6 separate regions of the Mus musculus genome follow, and all the other regions are linked to region 3. Evidence: chromatin contacts called from public HiCAR-type and promoter capture Hi-C data. All regions are on one chromosome and are shown on one strand. Each heading gives the region's core, a stretch centred on a gene start, on an enhancer-like site or on the middle of the called end of the contact. The rest is flanking DNA. Distances are from core to core; before and after follow the strand shown.

What was found. Promoter capture Hi-C pulls out the DNA fragments that hold promoters and counts their contacts. HiCAR-type assays count read pairs that join an accessible place to other places.
Region 1: a promoter capture Hi-C map of pre-B cells shows a contact between it and region 3, with 3 times the contacts expected there. The contact joins the promoter of Galt here to the promoter of B4galt1 in region 3. A contact is called at or near these places in 4 of 39 promoter capture datasets (erythroid cells, liver and pre-B cells).
Region 2: a HiCAR-type map of astrocytes shows a contact between it and region 3, with 2.3 times the contacts expected there. The contact joins the promoter of Ndufb6 here to the promoter of B4galt1 in region 3. A contact is called at or near these places in 3 of 39 promoter capture datasets (cranial neural crest, erythroid cells and neural stem cells) and 1 of 115 datasets of contacts at active chromatin or transcription factors (astrocytes).
Region 4: a contact with region 3 is called in a promoter capture Hi-C map of pre-B cells. The contact joins the promoter of Kif24 here to the promoter of B4galt1 in region 3. A contact is called at or near these places in 5 of 39 promoter capture datasets (cranial neural crest, erythroid cells, frontonasal cranial neural crest and 2 more) and 1 of 115 datasets of contacts at active chromatin or transcription factors (pancreatic cancer cells).
Region 5: a promoter capture Hi-C map of erythroid cells shows a contact between it and region 3, with 11 times the contacts expected there. The contact joins the promoter of Rpp25l here to the promoter of B4galt1 in region 3. A contact is called at or near these places in 2 of 39 promoter capture datasets (erythroid cells and liver).
Region 6: a contact with region 3 is called in a promoter capture Hi-C map of liver, with 2.6 times the contacts expected there. The contact joins the promoter of Myorg here to the promoter of B4galt1 in region 3. A contact is called at or near these places in 3 of 39 promoter capture datasets (cranial neural crest and liver).

The regions. Positions count from the first base shown.
Region 1 is chr4:41,753,887-41,757,020 of GRCm38.p6, forward strand. It overlaps Galt (galactose-1-phosphate uridyl transferase), which reads left to right and starts at 1,631. Exons shown (of 11, transcript NM_016658.4): 1 at 1,631-1,766; 2 at 2,075-2,244; 3 at 2,461-2,536; 4 at 2,627-2,675; 5 at 2,796-2,925; 6 at 3,053-3,109. The coding sequence starts at 1,742. It overlaps Gm42274 (predicted gene, 42274), which reads right to left and starts at 1,886. Exons shown (of 2, transcript NR_155499.1): 1 at 1,283-1,886.
Region 2 is chr4:40,278,156-40,281,061 of GRCm38.p6, forward strand. Ndufb6 (NADH:ubiquinone oxidoreductase subunit B6) reads right to left here and starts at 1,266. Exons shown (of 4, transcript NM_001033305.3): 1 at 1,003-1,266. The coding sequence starts at 1,182.
Region 3 is chr4:40,852,712-40,855,485 of GRCm38.p6, forward strand. B4galt1 (UDP-Gal:betaGlcNAc beta 1,4- galactosyltransferase, polypeptide 1) reads right to left here and starts at 1,273. Exons shown (of 6, transcript NM_022305.5): 1 at 680-1,273. The coding sequence starts at 1,094.
Region 4 is chr4:41,463,279-41,466,161 of GRCm38.p6, forward strand. Kif24 (kinesin family member 24) reads right to left here and starts at 1,570. Exons shown (of 13, transcript NM_024241.2): 1 at 1,432-1,570. Nudt2 (nudix (nucleoside diphosphate linked moiety X)-type motif 2) reads left to right here and starts at 1,870. Exons shown (of 3, transcript NM_025539.2): 1 at 1,870-1,902.
Region 5 is chr4:41,711,927-41,715,006 of GRCm38.p6, forward strand. It overlaps Rpp25l (ribonuclease P/MRP 25 subunit-like), which reads right to left and starts at 1,591. Exons shown (of 2, transcript NM_027278.3): 1 at 1,535-1,591; 2 at 107-888. The coding sequence starts at 847. The coding sequence ends at 356. Dctn3 (dynactin 3) reads right to left here. Exons shown (of 7, transcript NM_016890.4): 7 at 2,872-3,080.
Region 6 is chr4:41,501,768-41,504,839 of GRCm38.p6, forward strand. It overlaps Myorg (myogenesis regulating glycosidase (putative)), which reads right to left and starts at 1,308. Exons shown (of 2, transcript NM_001085515.2): 1 at 1,224-1,308.

The DNA.
Region 1 (3,134 bases), core at 381-2,880, 900 kb after region 3:
TAACTTGAGGGGCAAGGATGCATAGCATCACTTGGTATAGATGAGAATGTCCTTGTCTGTGGGAGTGACCAGACCTTGGGAGCCAGTATTTAAAATATTTATTTATTTATTTATTTATTTTATACATATGAGTACACCACCATTGCTTTCTTCAGACACACCAGAAGAGGGCAACAGACCCCATTACAAATGGTTGTGAGCCACTATGTGGTTGCTGGGAATTGAACTCAAGACCTCTGGAAGAGCAGTTGGTGCTCTTAATCCCTGAGCCATCTCTCCAGCTCCCCACCTCCCCAGCCAGTATTTTGCATCATAATACATAGCAACAGACCAAACCTCAACAGCCTAGAATGTTCTATGTAGCCAGGCTACTCATTGATATGCCTGTCTCTGCCCTTCAAATACTGATGGCCTTTTGCTTGTTTTTGAAATTGGCTTCACTATATTGGCCAGGATGGTCTAGAACTTGTGGGCTCAATTGATCTTCTGCTTCAGCTTCTAGAGTAGCTGAGACTATAGGCAAATGCATCACTGTGCCTGGTATGTATGCACAAACGCATACACGCGCGCACACACACACACACATTACTGTCTTTTGGTTTACTTTTTTTTTTTTTTTCGAGACAGGGTTTCTCTGTGTAGCCCTGGCTGTCCTGGCACTCACTCTGTAAACCAGGCTGGCCTCGAACTCAGAAATCTGCCTGCCTCTGCCTCCCAAGTGCTGGGATTAATGGTGTGCACCACCACTGGCCGTTTGGTTTACTTTTATATAGATTGGGCCTTGTTATGTATAACTGCGCAGGCTGAACTTGAACTTGTAAGTTTACTGTCTCTGTTTCTGGAGTGCTGGGATTACAGGTGTGTACCACCACACCCTATACTTACTCAGTTCTCTTTATCTAACCTTATTTCTGCTCCTGAGGCTAGAGGCATAGTTACAGTGAAATACTCACACATCCGGGCAATACCTGAAGGGCCAGGCTGCAGGCTTCATCTATAGTATGATCAAGTTCCTCACCTCCACCCCCTCTCCACAACTTGCATCTTAACCACACACAGCAGCTCCGCAGGTGACCCAGGTCATGAGTTCAGAATGCTGCTGGTCTTTGCACAGGGCGTCTCTATGCTCCACACAGAACCTAGGTGCCTGGCACACGGTTAAGATGCTCAGTAAAAACGATGTCTTCTGAACAGGACAGGGCCTGATGTGCAAACACAAGAACTCACTACACCTGTGGTTACCTGCACAAAACATGAGAATGGACCCATAGAGGTTTCTTACCGGTTTGGGGGGCGGTGCACTCACGAGGCTCCGCCCTTTCTGATGGACTATTGGCAGTTAAAGGCTGCTGGCAGGAGTGTCCTTGAGTGGTGAAGCTGATATGTCATGCTCCAATAAATAGCCCTAATGTCGTGCAAGCAACCCGAATCCGTGGCGGGACGAATGGACACAGCAACCAGTTTTCACAGATGCTCTCCAGAGAAGTAGCTACAATCCGGTGTGCAGGAGAATCATCAAAACAACCTGGGGAAGTGAGCGTGGCGGTCCCGAGCCCCGCCCTCAAGTGGCAGGCTGTGCCCCCACCGTCACGTGTTGGCGACTAGCCAATCATCCAGGGTGGGCGGGGGGAGACATGGAATGGGGCGCTCACCTTGTGTACCTTAGGTCAATTCGTGTGGCCTCACGTCGCATAGCGGAGCCGATCCTGAGCAGCGCCAGCAGGCTTCAGAGGCGGACGCCATGGCAGCGACCTTCCGGGCGAGCGGTAATTGCTGGGCGGCCTGGACCCGCTACGGTGCGGAGCCGAGCCTTCCTTTTCCGTAGGAAGTTCTAGTCCCAGAGTCAAGGTCGGCACTCCTACCCGAGGCCAGGGTGGCGGGCGAGGGAAGGAGGGGCTTGCAGGCCGTGTGGCACGGAAAGCGTTTAACCCTTTAACTCCCCTCCGCCAGCCTATAGCTTCTAGAAACACTGCGCCGACCGAGCGTCCCTGTACTTGGGCCTGCTAGGGCATTAGAGCCACTCGGGGAAGAGAGAGACAGGGAGTTTTGCTGACTGATCCTTGTCTCTCCCCAGAACACCAGCATATTCGCTACAACCCGCTCCAGGACGAGTGGGTGTTAGTGTCGGCTCATCGCATGAAGCGGCCCTGGCAAGGACAAGTGGAGCCCCAGCTTCTGAAGACAGTGCCCCGCCACGACCCACTCAACCCTCTGTGTCCCGGGGCCACACGAGCTAATGGGGAGGTAAGCCCGAATACACAGCCACCAACTGGGATAGGAAAAAAATCCTTCTTCCTTATTACTACCCTTCGCCCACAAGGGGGAGCAGTGCGCCTCCTTTTGGGTCATTTCCGGGCAAGCAATTTTGATCCTTTGAGTGGGGCCTTCCTCGCCCCCGTTGCAGCCTGGATAGCCCTTGAATTCCGTCAGGTAGTATTTCTAGCCTATTCTTGTCAGTAGGTGAATCCCCACTATGATGGTACCTTTCTGTTTGACAATGACTTCCCGGCTCTGCAGCCCGATGCTCCGGATCCAGGTACCCTCAATTTAACCACTGTTGGGGAGAAGGGAGACTGGGTCTGACCCGGGTACCTGTGCTACAGAGAGTAATACTCCTTTATTCCAGGACCCAGTGACCACCCTCTCTTCCGAGCAGAGGCCGCCAGAGGAGTTTGGTAACTTTGGGTTTCCCCTCTTACAACCTCCAGCCCAGGTCTGAAGACGAAGACCTGAGCTTGGGCCCTGCCCTTAGCACCCAATCCACTTCCCTATGTCATTTTTCCCTCACCACCTAGTAAGGTCATGTGCTTCCACCCCTGGTCGGATGTGACGCTGCCACTCATGTCTGTCCCTGAGATCCGAGCTGTCATCGATGCATGGGCCTCAGTCACAGAGGAGCTGGGTGCCCAGTACCCTTGGGTGCAGGTCTGTGAGGGGGAGGTGTAACTTTGGTTTGGGGGAGAACCATTACTGCTTCCACAGGGTATGGTGAGGAGGGGTTGACTTGATGTCTGTGTGACTATTGAATATCTCTCTCCTTTCTACCCAATAGATCTTTGAAAATAAAGGAGCCATGATGGGCTGTTCTAACCCCCATCCCCACTGCCAGGCAAGTATGTGACAGGCCTTAATGG
Region 2 (2,906 bases), core at 16-2,515, 570 kb before region 3:
TAGCATGAGCTACCTTATTTTTCAATGTGTGTGGAACAAAAACCAAACCAACTAACCAAACAAAAACATTCCACCACTACCAACTATGTGTGATAATTATTTTACAAATTTCTAAATGGAACATATTTCCTGACAGATTGGGGCTGACCTACCAATTTCAGTATTTTCACTAACTCTGAGGCTTCCTATAGAATATCCATAGATTCTAAGACAGAATAAGCACCATTCTGCAAGACATAAGGCATTGTTGTTCAAGAAACCAACCAACCAACCAAGACTTTGTACAACTACTACTTCTACTTCTACCACAATTACTGGAAGGAGCTGAAAGCAATTCCCACACAATGTTCGCTACTCATCATTGATGTGATTTAATAGCAGTCTCCAAGAAAATATCTGGAATCCTTACAATAAAAAGCAGTCCTTGAGTGAACGGTTTTTCTGCCTGGAGGTCATGGAATGCAATTTAAAAGTAACTAAAAGTGTGTTAAACGTACACAGTGATGCGTAGAAAGGGAGCTTTAGAGTCTGACAAAGCATACCAAATAGAACCCTGTCTTCTGTTGCGACCCCATGGGGCTGTACTATACCAGCTGGCCAGTCTCTGGCACCTCAACCCTACCCACCGCGTAAGTGTTCTCAAATACTGAAATCACAGCCTGTGATCTCAGTTAATTCTGACCAGTTTAACCCGAGAAAAGGTATCTACACTCGAAAGAACTGCATGTGCGGCGAGCGTCTTGTAAAACCTAAGACCCGACTTCTCAGTACACCTGACAGCCACCTGCTCCTGGACTCCAGACCCCAGCCCTGAACAATAGCGACCTGACAGCGTCTCCGCTAAACCTGAGCCCCTGGACTGATTGTCCCTTGGGGCCCTCCCGGGTATGCGGGCTCTGGACAGGGTTGGGCCTTGATGGAACTGAGAGGAGTGGGCTGGGAGGCTTGGCCAGGCTGCGACCCGGGGTGGGAACCCGGACACCCGTGTGGCTCATCACTCACCATGTTCTTCCACACGGCCCCGTCCCGCAAAAAGTTATCCCAGAATCGCTCCAGGGGCCACATCCTGCGCGGGGGCAACACGGGCTCCCGGGGACTCAGCTCCTGGTCCTTCAGCCATCGTCTCCTTAGCTCCCGCAGCTGCTGCAGCCGCAGCTTCTCATCCGGCGTGTACCCTGACATGTTGCCGACGAGCCTACACAGGACCGGTCACTGACCTGCCCCTCCCGCTCCGCAAAGCGACCTTGAGGCGCCTGGAAGCGGCGCGGAGTGATGACGCCACACCAGCCCCGCCTCTGGGGGCGGGCCGACTCCTTCGCGGAAAGCAGGCTCTGCTCATGCGCAAAGCCCTCTCTTGGACCCTGGGTTTTAACAACCTGGGTTAAGTATGAGCTCAGGAAGGTCCCTGAGTTAAGAACTAAGTGGGCGGTGTTGGAAAGTGTGAGAAGTCCTGGGGCTAGGGTTCAGAGAAAGAACTTGTAGGGGAGGGGACCGGAAGAACAAGGACGATGGTTTAGCGAACCTCTGCCTCGCCCCCTTGAATTCTCTTCTTGACCGAGAGACACTTGCGTCCGAATTTGGCTCCCACCTCTTTCGTAACCCGCTAAGTAATCTTGAGCGCCTATCTCGGTTTTCTTCCCTCTCTGTACTGCAGAAATAAAGAGCACCTTATTTGGGAGGCTTCCATAGGCTCGCTCACTCTTTGATTCTGCCGGCCCACTTTGTAAGACATCCCAAAGGTATGGCAGTAAAAATTTGTAGGGGTGTGCACGAATATTCGTCACAACACGATATGTAATAGCAAAACATTGAAAAATCACCTCCCAGATTTCAGAATAGAGGATTAGTGGGAAAGCTTATAGTACTGTAAAGCATTGGTATGCTACTGCCATAAATGAGCCTTCTATTCATAACTGGAGTAACTTCTACAATCTATTGATAAGTTAAAAAAATAAATAAGTAAATAAAACCAACTACACCAAGTATGCTACCTTTTATCCAAAAGCAGGGAGAGTAGTAGTGATACTAAATATATATACATGCTCTGAAAATTTTAGAGTAATAAATGAAAATAATTTTGTTATTTGTATTTGGTTTTGGAGACAAGATCTCATGTTGGCTTTGAAATTGCTATTTAGGGAGACTGGACTTAAACTCCGAATTCCCCTGCCTCCACTACTCATGAGCTAGATGAAGTACACCAGTATGCCCAACCTAACTACTGCTTCAAACACCACCACCAATATTATATAGGGAAGATAGGATAGACACAAAAGTAGGAACTAGGGAGTTTGGAGGTGGCTTAGCGGTTAAGAACACTTACTGCTCCGTCAGAAGACTGAATTAGGAGAATCTAGCTACATGGTGGGGCTTCTGGAACCTGAGTGTTCTCCAGCAGAGAAGAATATGATTTATAAGGCTCTCTCTAGCGAACCAGAACTGGGGAAGTTTCTAAGACCAGTAAGCAACTTGATTAGCAGGTTTCTCTGGTCAAAGATGAAAACATTTCAGCATCAGTAAGTATGAATTGAATGATTTTTAAAATATAAAACACGTCACACATAACCAAGTCAAAATACTTTATTAAAAAATCTCGTTTTTGATTTTTGGATGATTTTTTTAAAGATTTTATTTATTTTGTGTGTATGAGTACACTGTCGCTGTCTTCAGACACACCAGAAGAGGGCATTGGATCCCATTATAGATCATTGTGAGCCACCATGTGGTTCCTGGGATTTGAATTCAAGACCTCTGGAAGAGCAGTTGGGTGTTCTTAACCGCTGAGCCATCTCTCCAGCCATTGGATGGCCTTGAAAAACAACTTATCTTGAAATCTGGTAAGAAAAAAAAAATCATTTCTCATGTCAATTTGTACACTATGCCTTGTGGCCAGTTTCCCCCTCCCC
Region 3 (2,774 bases), core at 23-2,522:
CCTGCTCAGTTTGGTTAAGAGGAAGCATCAGGAGGAGGAACTTGGGGTGGGAGACAGAAGGCCCCTTGGTTCAGCACCTACAAACAGGAGGAAATCCCACAATTGTAGCAACTTTCTAAGAGTTCATCCTCATTCTTTAAACTCTTAGTTACAATGTTTCATTTACTTCTTCAAAACAACTCCAAAATACGTGTGGTTTATTATCTCCATTTACCAGAAAGAAACCTTAAAGAGAAAGTTAAGTGGCTTGTTCTAAGGCGGAGTGGAGGGTGGTGGGGAGGGGAGGTGGTTTTCTCACTGTCGGTCTTGTCCTCAGAAGGTTGAAGGTTGCCGGTGTTGCTACTATAGGTAGGGAAGGTTGCAGAGCAGCCTTTTCAGTCTACTCTAAACTGACCCCAACTTCAAACTTCCTGAGTCCTGGGCCAGAACAAGGGTGTCTCCAGGGCCTTGTCTGGTGCTGGGGTAAGAGCCTGGGGGTTTCCCAACAGGGCCCCTGCCTCTTGAGACACCAGCCAACCTCTCTTTGGGTCATCCCAAAGAGGATTAAGCCCTTCTTGGGGATTATGCACTCTGATCAAAACCTGGTGGCTGGCAGTCCTGAAAGAGATCTTAGGATAATATCCCTGGAACCCTACTGAGGAAATCCGAGGAGTCCACGTCCTCAGATCCTGGGTCTTACCGAGCAGCGGGGACTCCTCAGGGCAAGCTGGCAGCGACAACAGTCCAGTGGTGGTGGGCACTGGCAACGAAGACAAGTTGCTCTTCAAGCCGGGGCCAGAAGCTGCACCAGGGCTGGAGTCGAGACCCGGGCGAGGCTTCGGGGAGACGCCTAAAGGAGGCGGCGGCCGCGCACCCCGCGGCCGCTGCTCTCCTGGGGGCTGCTTGCTGGCTGCGGCGCCGTTCGTGCCGCCCTGCAGTGTAGAGGAGACTCCGACCAACTGGGGCAGGCGGCTCAGATCGCGGCCAGAGAGGTAATAGACGAGGGTGACGCCGAGGTGCAGCGCGCAGACGGCCACGAGCAGGCGGCAGGCCCGCTGCAGGGTCGCGCCCGGCATCGCGGCGCTGCCGCCCAGGAACTGCTCACGAAACCTCATCTTCCCGCCGCGGCTTTAAGAGGGGGTGGGCTACGGCTGAGAGGACGGCCCGCCCGCAGGCCGCCCGCCAGGCGCTACCCGACCACAGCGATCGAAGGAGGGGCCGGGGGGAGGGGGCTAGGACCTAGCGCAGCACCGGCCGCCTGCGGCGGAAAGCCGACACCCCTGGCCGCGGGACTTTGGAGAGATCAGCGGGAACCACAAGCGCGGATGAGCAGGGGGCGTGGTCTCGACCTAGGGCGGGGCCTCAACCGGGTTTCGGAAGGCTGTTCGCGGAACCTGGGGGGGCGGAGTCTAAGGGGTGGGGCCGCAAAGCGGGTCTTTTTCGAGAGGGGCGGGGCATGAGGGACAAGGCTCGGAGAGGGGACTGAGGGGCGGAACCTTCAGCCGGGTTTTTCTGGCAGCTAAGGGAGGGCGGAGCTTGGGGGGCAGGCACTAAGGGGCGGGCCCTCGGGAGGTTGGGTTGCAGGGCGTCGCGACACTTGGGGACTAAACGTGGCGCTCCGCCAGCCCCACCGCAGCCTTGGGTTGAGCGGGCATCCCATACCCAGCGGCGCTCAGCTTTTCTTCCTAGCGTTCACCGTGGAGCTTAAGTCTCTCTAAACCAGCTTCTTGTTCAACGAGCTGCTCACCACTTCCTGACGTACCCAGTGACTCGGGTATGGGCCTGGGACAGCAGCTAGTGAGGACAAGAGGACAGGCGGTAGCCTTGGGATAGTGAGAAAATGGAGTGGAGAAAGGTCGTCTAGGAAACCGGCTTCGACGTCCCGCGAGGCCAGCGGACGGATTCTCTGGGGCGTTCCAAAGATCCACTTACCCTAGCTGGGTCCGCCTGCCTGTGAGGGGGCTAAAGTGGAGGAGCTGCTTATTGAGTCCTGCTAGGGAAGTGACCATCTTGCTCTACTCTTACTCCCACATAAGTGTTTGCAGGATTGGGAAACCTCAGGAACCTGCCCAACTTGGTTCTAGGTGCAACATGGCCTCTAGTGCATGCCACATGGAGATGACACATGCTTGTTGGGATGAGACTGGCAGAAAACTGCATTAATTCCTAAGCCTGCGTACAGAACAGCCCGTTGTACACAGCGCTGGAACACAGTCCCCATTTAACAGAATACTGGAATCTAGGCGCGGTCGTGAACACCTGTAATCCCAGACTCTGGTTGCGGAGACAGGAAGAGCCAGAGTTTGGAGCCAGCCCAGACTATGTAGTAAACAAAGATTTCAGTGCCTTGGAGTGAATAAGAATGAATGGCCTGTAAAATCTCACAGCTGATAAGCTGTGGAACTCAGGGCTCCTAAAAACTTTGTCACTGCGCGTTCCTTTACCTAACCTTGTTGATCTGAAAGTGGAAGCTGGAAGATTTAAGCACTTGAAGTCTTGACCCCGAGGCCTCAGACCCATTTATCCTTGAATGTGATGAGAACCTTAAGATGGGGAATGCTAATTCTAGCTACTCCTATGTTTGGAGAGTTTGTTGTTAACCAATATATGCCATGTAATAGGGGTTGTTAACTGTCTCCGATTCATCGATGAGAAAGCAGGCTGAGTGACATTTGGTTGCAATCATAGAAAGTATTTAAAAAAAAAAAAACCACTTGGGAGGCAGGTGCATTTCTGAGTTCGAGGCCAGCCTGTTCTACAGAGTGAGTTCCAGGACAGCCAGGGCTACACAGAAA
Region 4 (2,883 bases), core at 320-2,819, 610 kb after region 3:
TCCTCAACTGAAGCTCCTTTCTCAGTGATAACTCGCGCCTGTGTCAAGTTGACACACAAAACTAGCCAGTACACAAATAAAATTAAACAAACAAACCAACCAACCAACCAACCAACCACCTGAAATAAAGGTCAAGGAAATGGCTTGGTAGGTAAATGCACATAACCTATAATAAGCCTAATGGTTCAAATTCAATGCCTAGAACCCACATAAAAGGTCACATGTGGTACTGCACATGTGTAACCCTAGCACTCCTAGGGAGAAGTAAGTGTGTGTGTGTGTGTGTAAGATAGAAATATCCTGGAGTATGCACTGCAGCAGCAGAAACAAGCTGCTTAAAAAACATGGAAAATGAGAACCAGTTCCTCAAAGTTGTCCTCTGACCTTCACTTGAGTGCTCACACACACACATACATACACACACACACATATACATATACACACACACATACACACACACTGTTAAGTGAAAAAAACTCAAAGTCAAATAATTGATTTCAGTTTCCAAAGCACAGATAAAATGTTACGATAGTTGGTGGTCAGTAAACAACAAGAGGAAATCCTCGGGCATATAAGGACAGAATGGCCTGTTATAAGCAAATACATTTAGGGGTTTGAGAAGAGGTACTTGTAGGCCAGACTACAATGTGGAGAGAGCACGTCTCTCTGATTGAGAACTTTGTCTCAAAACCAACCAACAAACAAAAGCCACACAAACAAAAACTTAAAAAAAGAAAAGCAGTAAATAATGAAGTAATGTATGTATGCTAGCGGTCAGCTTGCTTTCTCCACTCTATTACTGCTCAGAATTCCCTGCCTTGGGAATGTTGCCACCCACACTGAGCAGGTCTTCCTGCCCCCAACGTGGGAACGCCAACGCTGAATTTTCTGTCTCTTGTATATGAGATTAGGGTGTCCTCTCTCTTCCACCTGCCCCCAAATCGACTTTGAATGGGACAAGGCAGAAAGATAACTGAATCTATTTGTAGTGAGTGAAAGCCAACTGAACAAATATTTCCTTAAAAAAACAAAACAAACAAACAAAAAACTAATATGCGTAAGACGCTGTGGAAAGGCTTGTCTTATCTCAGAGGTCAAAATTATATGAGAAAAAAGGAGAATGAGGTTTGCGGAAGTTCACAAAACAACCGAAAGTCCAATCGAAGCGCTCTGAAGAGCGTGTCTCAAAGGCAAGAGGCCTTTGGGGTACTCAGAAAAGCCTCAAAGCTGGTGGTGGTCGAGGTAATTGCTGAAGAGGCGGTAGACAGGGAGATGAAACGTGAGAGAGCGCGAGAACCCTCGAAGAACCCGAGAAGCCAAGTTCTAGTTACCCCGCAAATACCGGTCTCGGCTCGCGCCGCTCGCAGACAGGAGCACCCGCTCCCGCGCAGGCGCAGAGCCTGGGCTCAAGCTAAAGCCACCGTTTCTCACCTCAGGGCAATCCCGGCTCCTCCTCAGTCAGTTTTCAGGGAGGACCGAAGAAATAGTGCGGTGAGGAGAAAGCCCTAAGGCCGGGCTAGCAGAGCGTCCGGTCAACCCGCCTTAGGTGTCCGCCAGGCCACATCCCCATGGCAACGCCACAAGCGCCAGTTCGAACGCGCGCGCCGACGCCCGCCCGCCCGCGGTCCCGCAGCACCGACCAATGGTCATTCACAGAGCCTGTCACCTCTCCTCTAAAAGGCCAATCAGAAATCAGAAGGGGAAGGGGGCGGTTCATTCTCCACCAATGGTTCAGCTTGAGGCAGATCTCGCGACGGTCCCAGCCAAAAAACCACGCCTCAGGGGCGGGTGGAAGCGCCTGATGCCCAATTCTGTGGCTCGTCTGAAGTGCAGCCGGGCTCTTCTGATTGGCTGGCGCGCTACGTCTCCGTTCGAGGACCGCCTCCTGCCTCTGGGCTACGGGTGAGTGCTGTGGGGCTGGGGGGCGTGGGGAGTGTCGCGGGCTCCTGACCTGTTGCTGCGGGGACGGAGCTGGCAGTGAGGCGCGTGTAGGCCAGGCCCCATCCACTCGCGGGACCTCGGTTTATCTCTGTGCACCAGAGAGGACTAGGTTCAGTGGTGAGGGCGTGGGTCGGAAGAATCCCAGAGGCAGAGAGATTCACCTTTGGGACTTAGCGGGCCAATCATATCTTCTCCCTAGGCTTGCTTTGTAGTTATCGATTAAACCCTGCCTGCATTCCAAAAGATCTTACGTTTGGTAAAAATTATTACTTGTGTGTGTGTGTGTGTGTGTCTGTGTCTGTCTATGCGCGCCACGTGCGTGCAGATGCTCTCAGAATCCAGAAGGCGTCGGATCCCAGGAGCTGGAGTTAAACGTTGTGTGGGCCACCTGGTATAGGTTCCGGGGAACCGAACCCCAATCTTTTGGAAGAGTGACAGGTGCTCTTTAGCCCCCAGAGATAGAAAGTCACAAGATTCCCGTCTTAAGAAAAAAAGGCGAAACAGCTTAAATCGAGAAGAGTCAAGTTGCCAATGCAGAAATGTTCTAATGTCCAGTGGCAATTAAGCTTAATGATGTTAGAAATTGGACGTGTCTGCATTTGATTAACTACTCAAAAATATTTCTGAACCATAGTTTTATTTTTTTTTTCCTTTTGTGAAAAATAATAGTAATGCTTCAACGGGTTGCAAAGACTATTGGGAAAAAATGCTTGGCCAGGCCTAGCCTCTCAGGTCAAAAAGGAACCACCAGCATAGTAGGAACAAATCCAGTAGCCAGCATGTGTGCAGCTTCATATGTACTTTAATGGAGTGCTCGTTTTTAGCTCAAAAATGAGCGATTCGGGGGCCTGGAGAGATGGTTCAGTGGTTAAGAGCCCTTAACCTCTCTTCCAGAGAAATTTGAGTTCATTTCCCAGCATCCATGCCAAGTGGCTCACAGTA
Region 5 (3,080 bases), core at 341-2,840, 860 kb after region 3:
CACCCAGTGCCAACCTATCCGCATCCTTCCTGCTTCCAGCCCAGGAGCTCCTGGGATAAAGCCAGGCCCCCCAGTCAGCAGTCCCACTTACACAACAGGCCAAACAAACAGGCATAACCTTTATTTCCCTTCCCTAGTCGGACGTCAGAAAAGGCAAGTGAGATGTAGAGACAGAGTGAGCCCTTCTCAAGCAGTCTTTAACTCAGCACTGACCCACGCCAGTCTTTTTAACAGTTCCACCCCACATTCCGGAGGGGAGGGGCAAGTTCGGTAGACTTAAGCCTTGCCGGCACAAGCTCTTCTTAGAGAAGGCACAGATATTCAGGTCTAGAGAACAGTCAGGCGCAGCAGATCTTCAGGACCGGGTGTCCCGAGCCCTCCTTCGGGGTCTGGGGCCACAGCTGGGACTAGGTATGGAACCCAGGCCAGGAGGTGCACCTGGGGGTTGGTAGCCACATTCACTGGGGTCCAAGGGGTCCCGACTAAGCAGTACCCACACCGCAGGCACGTGGCGTCGGACTGTGAGGGGGTCTAGTCCCGTGTCTGGTGAAGTTGGGACCCAGCTGTCCTCCGTTTGCAGGAAGCGGAGCTTGGTGAGCTGGTGTAGGCCCGGAACCCGCCTTTTGACAATCTCTGCACAGCTGACAGCCTTTCCAGCAGCCCGGCCAGAGCCTGAGAACACCACGTGCCTGGTGCTTCCCCCTTCCAAACGACCCAGCGCCAGCCCTAGCAGGTTTCGGATTTTGCTCCCATCTCGGACTCGCATTTCCAGAGTGTCAGGAGGTAGCTGGGGCATTGGTGATGAGGCTGGAAGCTCTACAGAGCCGGCCCTCCGGTACTGTTCCATTCTGCCCTCGCGACGTTGGTGGGTCTCTCTCTGGATATGCACTGCGGGTAAGAGTCAGATGAGTGGCGGGAACATGACCAGGTCCATCCTCCATCACTCCCTCCAGATTATCGCCTTGTTCCTCACCCCAGCGTCTCAAGGCTGGGGCCAAGAATTATCGAGTCCTTAGACCCCTTTCTAAATACATCCACGAGTTTCTAACACGGGCAAGACCAAATTCCCCCAAACCAGGCTCTCTGGTGGGTAGGCCTGTACTTCTTTATGATCTCAAGCTCCTGGGGGCTAGGTCCCAGACCCCTCGCCCACAACTTGCCAAGAACAGGCGGGCTCTCCTCACAAGGCTGCAAGGACTGGGACAAGGCTCCCTTACTTTGTGCTTCCAGAGACTCTTGGCTCCAAACTCCCTGGGGCACAGCCACGAGGCCTCACTCCCCAAGAAAGTACTCCCCAAAGAAAGAATCGACCCTGCCTACGAGCACGGGGTGCATGGGGGCAGAGAAGACCTCACCCCCACATTAATAGAGTAGGCTGGCTTGAACAGGGCCACTCGGGAACTCGACCGGAGAGCTGCTTCGGACCACTCGTGAGCGGTTGGCGGGCTCCCCAATCGTGGGCCGCTGTTTCAGGCAGCAGGCATTTCCCCTTTCCCCAGCTCTGAGTCCCCATCTCCTGGGATTTGGCTCTTACCACGGTCGCCAGTAGACGCTCGACCCTCACGGAGTAGCCAAGATGGCGCGCAGACCGGGAGCGCGCGGAGCCGCGGGGCCGCGCACGCAGGGGGCGGGGCCTGAGAGAAACCCGGGCTGCTGTTCGCCTGTGATGGTGGCATCTGGCCGGCCTCCAGCGGTCGGCGCGTTGATCCCGGAGCACCCCGCTACCTGCAGAGGGCCCACCCGGGAAAGGAACGGCTATCGGAGGAGTCTTGCGCCCGAAGAACGCAGATTTGTGCCTTTAAAAGATGGACGGCATGCGTCACCTGCTGACACACCGGAGCAGCGAAAGCGAAGCCCCTGGTGGATAAAAGCAGGTGAGACTCTTATTTACGGAGTCCTGAGCTTTCTTCTCATCCTGGGACACTGGACGACCCCGGCGGTTTTCAGGAGGATCTAAGCGAGTGCATAACTCATTGGCTGAGAGGATTGGTGTATAAGCTGGGTGGATCCGGTAGTCGGGGCAACAGCTACTGGTGACCCTGGAAGGGGCTGTACTCAACATCACCGTAGCGCTTCGGCCACGGGGGCGTGCCCACAGAGCCTAGTTCAGTATCCAGAGTAAAATAGGCCCTCCAATATTTGTCCGATGATATGCTAACCACAGAAACAGCAAGAATTGAGGATGGTAGAAACTTGATAGAAAACTTGGATGAAGTCGGGCAGTGGTGGCTCACGCCTTTAATCCCAGCACTTGGGAGGCAGAAGCAGGTGGATTTCTGAGTTCGAGGCCAGCCTGGTCTACAGAGTGAGTTCCAGGACAGCCAGGGCTACACAGAGAAACCCTGTCTCGAAAAGCTCAAAAAAAAAGAGAGAGAGAAAACTCTGATGAAGTTTTGGGGAAGAACGGGCGACTCTTCCGGTAGAATAGTCTAGGGTAAATGCTAGTTTCAGATCAGTTTGGACACGCTGCATTTGAGATGCTGACAACTCCACAGGTTGGGTGCCATACAGGCACTTGAAGGCGCCAAGGCACTCCCTCAGACCACAAGAGGGCAGCATACATTTGGTGGAGCGCGTTGCTTTATAGCTGTTTCTCCCTGCTTTCTCTCCCCCATTCCTAAAATTTCCTACATCCAAACCTCTTGGGCTCCTTCTCTGGCTACTGGTATAATGTAGACACAAGGCTGTGCTGCCTTGGTTCTGAACGTCCCTGCCTGCTCCTCCATGACCATCTGACATGTGGGCCCACCTGGTCTTCCCCAAACCCTGTGAGGTATAGGCGTCCCTCCTGTGCCCTCCTTACCATAGGATGATATTTAGAGGGTAATTGGCAAGTATGGGGTAAATAAATATACAATGCCCCACTGTATCAGTCAAATGATGTAAGAACTCTTTATCTCTCCGCAAACCAGATCAGGAGTATAGCTCCTGGCCCCACCCCAAGGGGTTGACAGCTCTCCCCTTCACCTCCCAAATCCTCACAGCTGAGCCCGTCTTACATCAGCAGGCCAACAGGCTCCTTTAGTGGTCGTTCAAGTTTATTGTCACTGGAATAAATACATTGACAGGGAGTACAGATC
Region 6 (3,072 bases), core at 58-2,557, 650 kb after region 3:
CCGCTCTGATCTCTAACACAAGTTAGAGATCCCCTCTCCTCCTTTGGGTAGCAGTGTCTTTTACTGATACTCTCAAAGCTGAGTGGAACCCAAAGAAGACTACAGGGGCCCCAAATTGGCTTACTGTACACTTATGTTCATTCAACATAAGCAAGGCTACATCCTGGGCATCAAGGGGTTAAGAGGAGAGGGTTTGAGTCTGAATAGGAAAGACTCCCTAAGCCCCAATGCTTACATATTAAATTGGTCTTATCTTATGACCCCCGGGAGCCTGAGAAGCTCACCATGATATCCTCCAAAGCCCTTTCAAAACTCAGGCAGAACCCATTAGGGTTTCGATGAAGGACTGGCGCCCACAGATTTAAACACCCACCTGGTTGGGCCTCACCATGTTCTTCCAAATGACCCCATAGCGTCCAATACCAGCAACACTGCGAGCTGTTGTCCATTTTATAGATGGGAAAACACAGCTCGTCAGAAGCCACCCACTGGGATCCAAACCTCCTGCCTCCACCTTCCACCATGAGAATGGGTGTGGACGGGTGAGGTCTGTCTTTTCAAAAGCTGCGGCAGATCCAGCTTGCCTCGGGCAGATCAGGACGGTTTTAGGGGTGTGAAAGGGGCAATTTAATGGCATCTGCTATTGTAGCCGAGGGGAGGAACTCTGTGGCTCCAGTCTTAGTGGCGTTCTAGACCCCTATAATCTGTCGAGTCTGCCAGCTGGCCAACACAGGCTAAGGCTAGCAGGTGGGGTTTGCTGAGTGGCTCAGCCTAAGAAAACTCTTGTTCGCTACACACTCAACCTCAGTCTTGGCTGCAAGTCCCAAGCCTACAGTTTAAGGGCGGGCCCAGCTCAGCATAACTGAGCCACTTGAGGCAGAGGCCTTTGTCGGACACAGTTGGGAGGGGAGTGGAAATGTCAAAGGCAATTCGATCCTGCCCATCTCCCTCCCCTGCTCAGGGACGGGATCCACAAGGATCAAGTAACTGCACTAACACAGCCTGGAATACTTCACACCCACCGGTGGCCCCACACCCCACACGATCCAAAGGGGCAGAGGGAAGGGCAAGGAGCCCGTAGCCCGCTGGGAAGCTCTGGCCTGAGGAGGGGTTCAGGTGTCCAGGGACGCTCCACCAACTAGAGCAAGTTCAGGAACTGTGTGCTCCTTAGAAAACTCACCACCCTCACTGGGACCCAAAGGCTTCCCACTAGGTTCACCTACCTCAGTGACCGCCACACGGAAGAAAGGGAGAAGGGTCCTCCGGCTGATCTTTCTACGCTAGCAGGAGTTGATCAGCCACAGCCCTGCGGGTTGCTGCCTGGCTGGGCACCGTGGAGCCCCTCCTGCGCCCCGCCCTCCGGCTACTAGGCCACTCCCAGCCGTCCAATGTGGTTTCAGGCCTGGGACTCCAGCCCCACCCCTGGCGCTCAGCCCCTCCCCCACTCTGCGTGCCTTGCACAGACTTTCTTCTCACCGCCCCAGATCTGCCCTTTGGGCCCGCCTCTAGCTTGATTCCACCTCCCGCCTCAGGCGCCGCCCTTGCCAGACCATTGCTAGCCTGGCTCATCCCCAGGCCTTATGGGAGATGTAGTTCCGAAGGAAGGAGTGGCTGATTGTTGGGGTTCTTGCTGAATGTTAGGGTTCTTGCAACGCCATGCTAGGATTGCTATGTGTATAAGAGCACAGCAAGGCAAGGGGGGAAGACGTATCTGTGATGGTTTGAATACGAATGGCTCCCACAGACTCATATATTTGAATGCTTAGGGCCTGGGCATGACACTCTTTGAAAGGATTACAAGGATTAGGAGTCATGGTCTTGTTCGAGTAAGTGTGACCTTGTTGGAGGAAGTATGTCACTGGGGGTGAGTTTTGACTTTTTAAAAGCCTATTCCAGGCTCAGAGTCCTCTGCCTATAGATCAGAAGGGAGGACTCTCAACTGCTTCTCCACCATACCTTCCTGCTGCTATGCTCTGCTATGATCACAGACTAACCTCTGGAACTGTAAGTAAAACCCCAATTAAATTATTTTATAAGAATTGCCATGGTCATGGCCGGGCGTGATGGCGCACGCCTTTAATCCCAGCACTCGGGAGGCAGAGGCAGGCGGATTTCTGAGTTCAAGGCTAGCCTGGTCTACAGAGTGGGTTCCAGGACAGCCAGGGCTATACAGAGAAACCCTGTCTCAAAAAACCAAAAAAAAAAAAAAAAAAAACAAAAAAAAACAAAAAAAAAAAAAAAAAAAAGAATTGCCATGGTCATGGCGTCTCTTCACCATGCCATAGAACAGTGACTAAGACAGGAGTCTTCAGGAATCTGTTCCCTCAAGGTCTGGGGAGCTGTATTCTTTTAAGAACTGGCACAGGGTTGGAAAATAGAAAGCAGATAAAGCAAGCTCACTGACCCAAGTTGGATTTCTGGAACCCCCAGGCTGGGAAGGAGAGGGTAGACTCCCTCAAGTTGGCCTCTCATCTCCACGTGTTATGGATAAAGTGTAAAAATGGCTTTAAAAACTCTGGGATGACCTGTGCTCCCATTTCCCACTGTCAATACCCCAGTCAAGAACGCCTTGGAGGGATCCTGTAGACCCAAAGAGCCTATGTTCCGAACTGTCAGTTCTCAGCACTCAGGACCAGACTAGCAGTACCCCAGTTTCTGCTCGGTATTTTGCAATGCCCACTATACCCTAATATAACGTGTAGCTCCTTCTATTAGTGACAACCTTTAGTTAGAAATGATTGTGCCATGCCATGTTCTTTCCCCTAGAGGGAGCAGTGGTGCAAGAAAATGGGAAAACACTAACCCCCTAGAGATTCTAGAATAACCGCCCCCCCCTCCTAACCCCACCCCCTCCCTTGCAGGACAGAGCAGAACTTTCTGTTACAATGTGAAGTTTCTTGATCATGAATTCTTCCAAAATGATGTTTGGTAGCTCTTAGACTTGGAAGGGGGAGGGCAGCAAACATTTCTGAGCACAGGGAGCATTTGGGAGGCTGTAATGGAGATCTGGGATCTGAGATGTGAGAGGAATCTATGTTTGTGGGTATAATGACAGCTAAAGGGTCTTCAAGT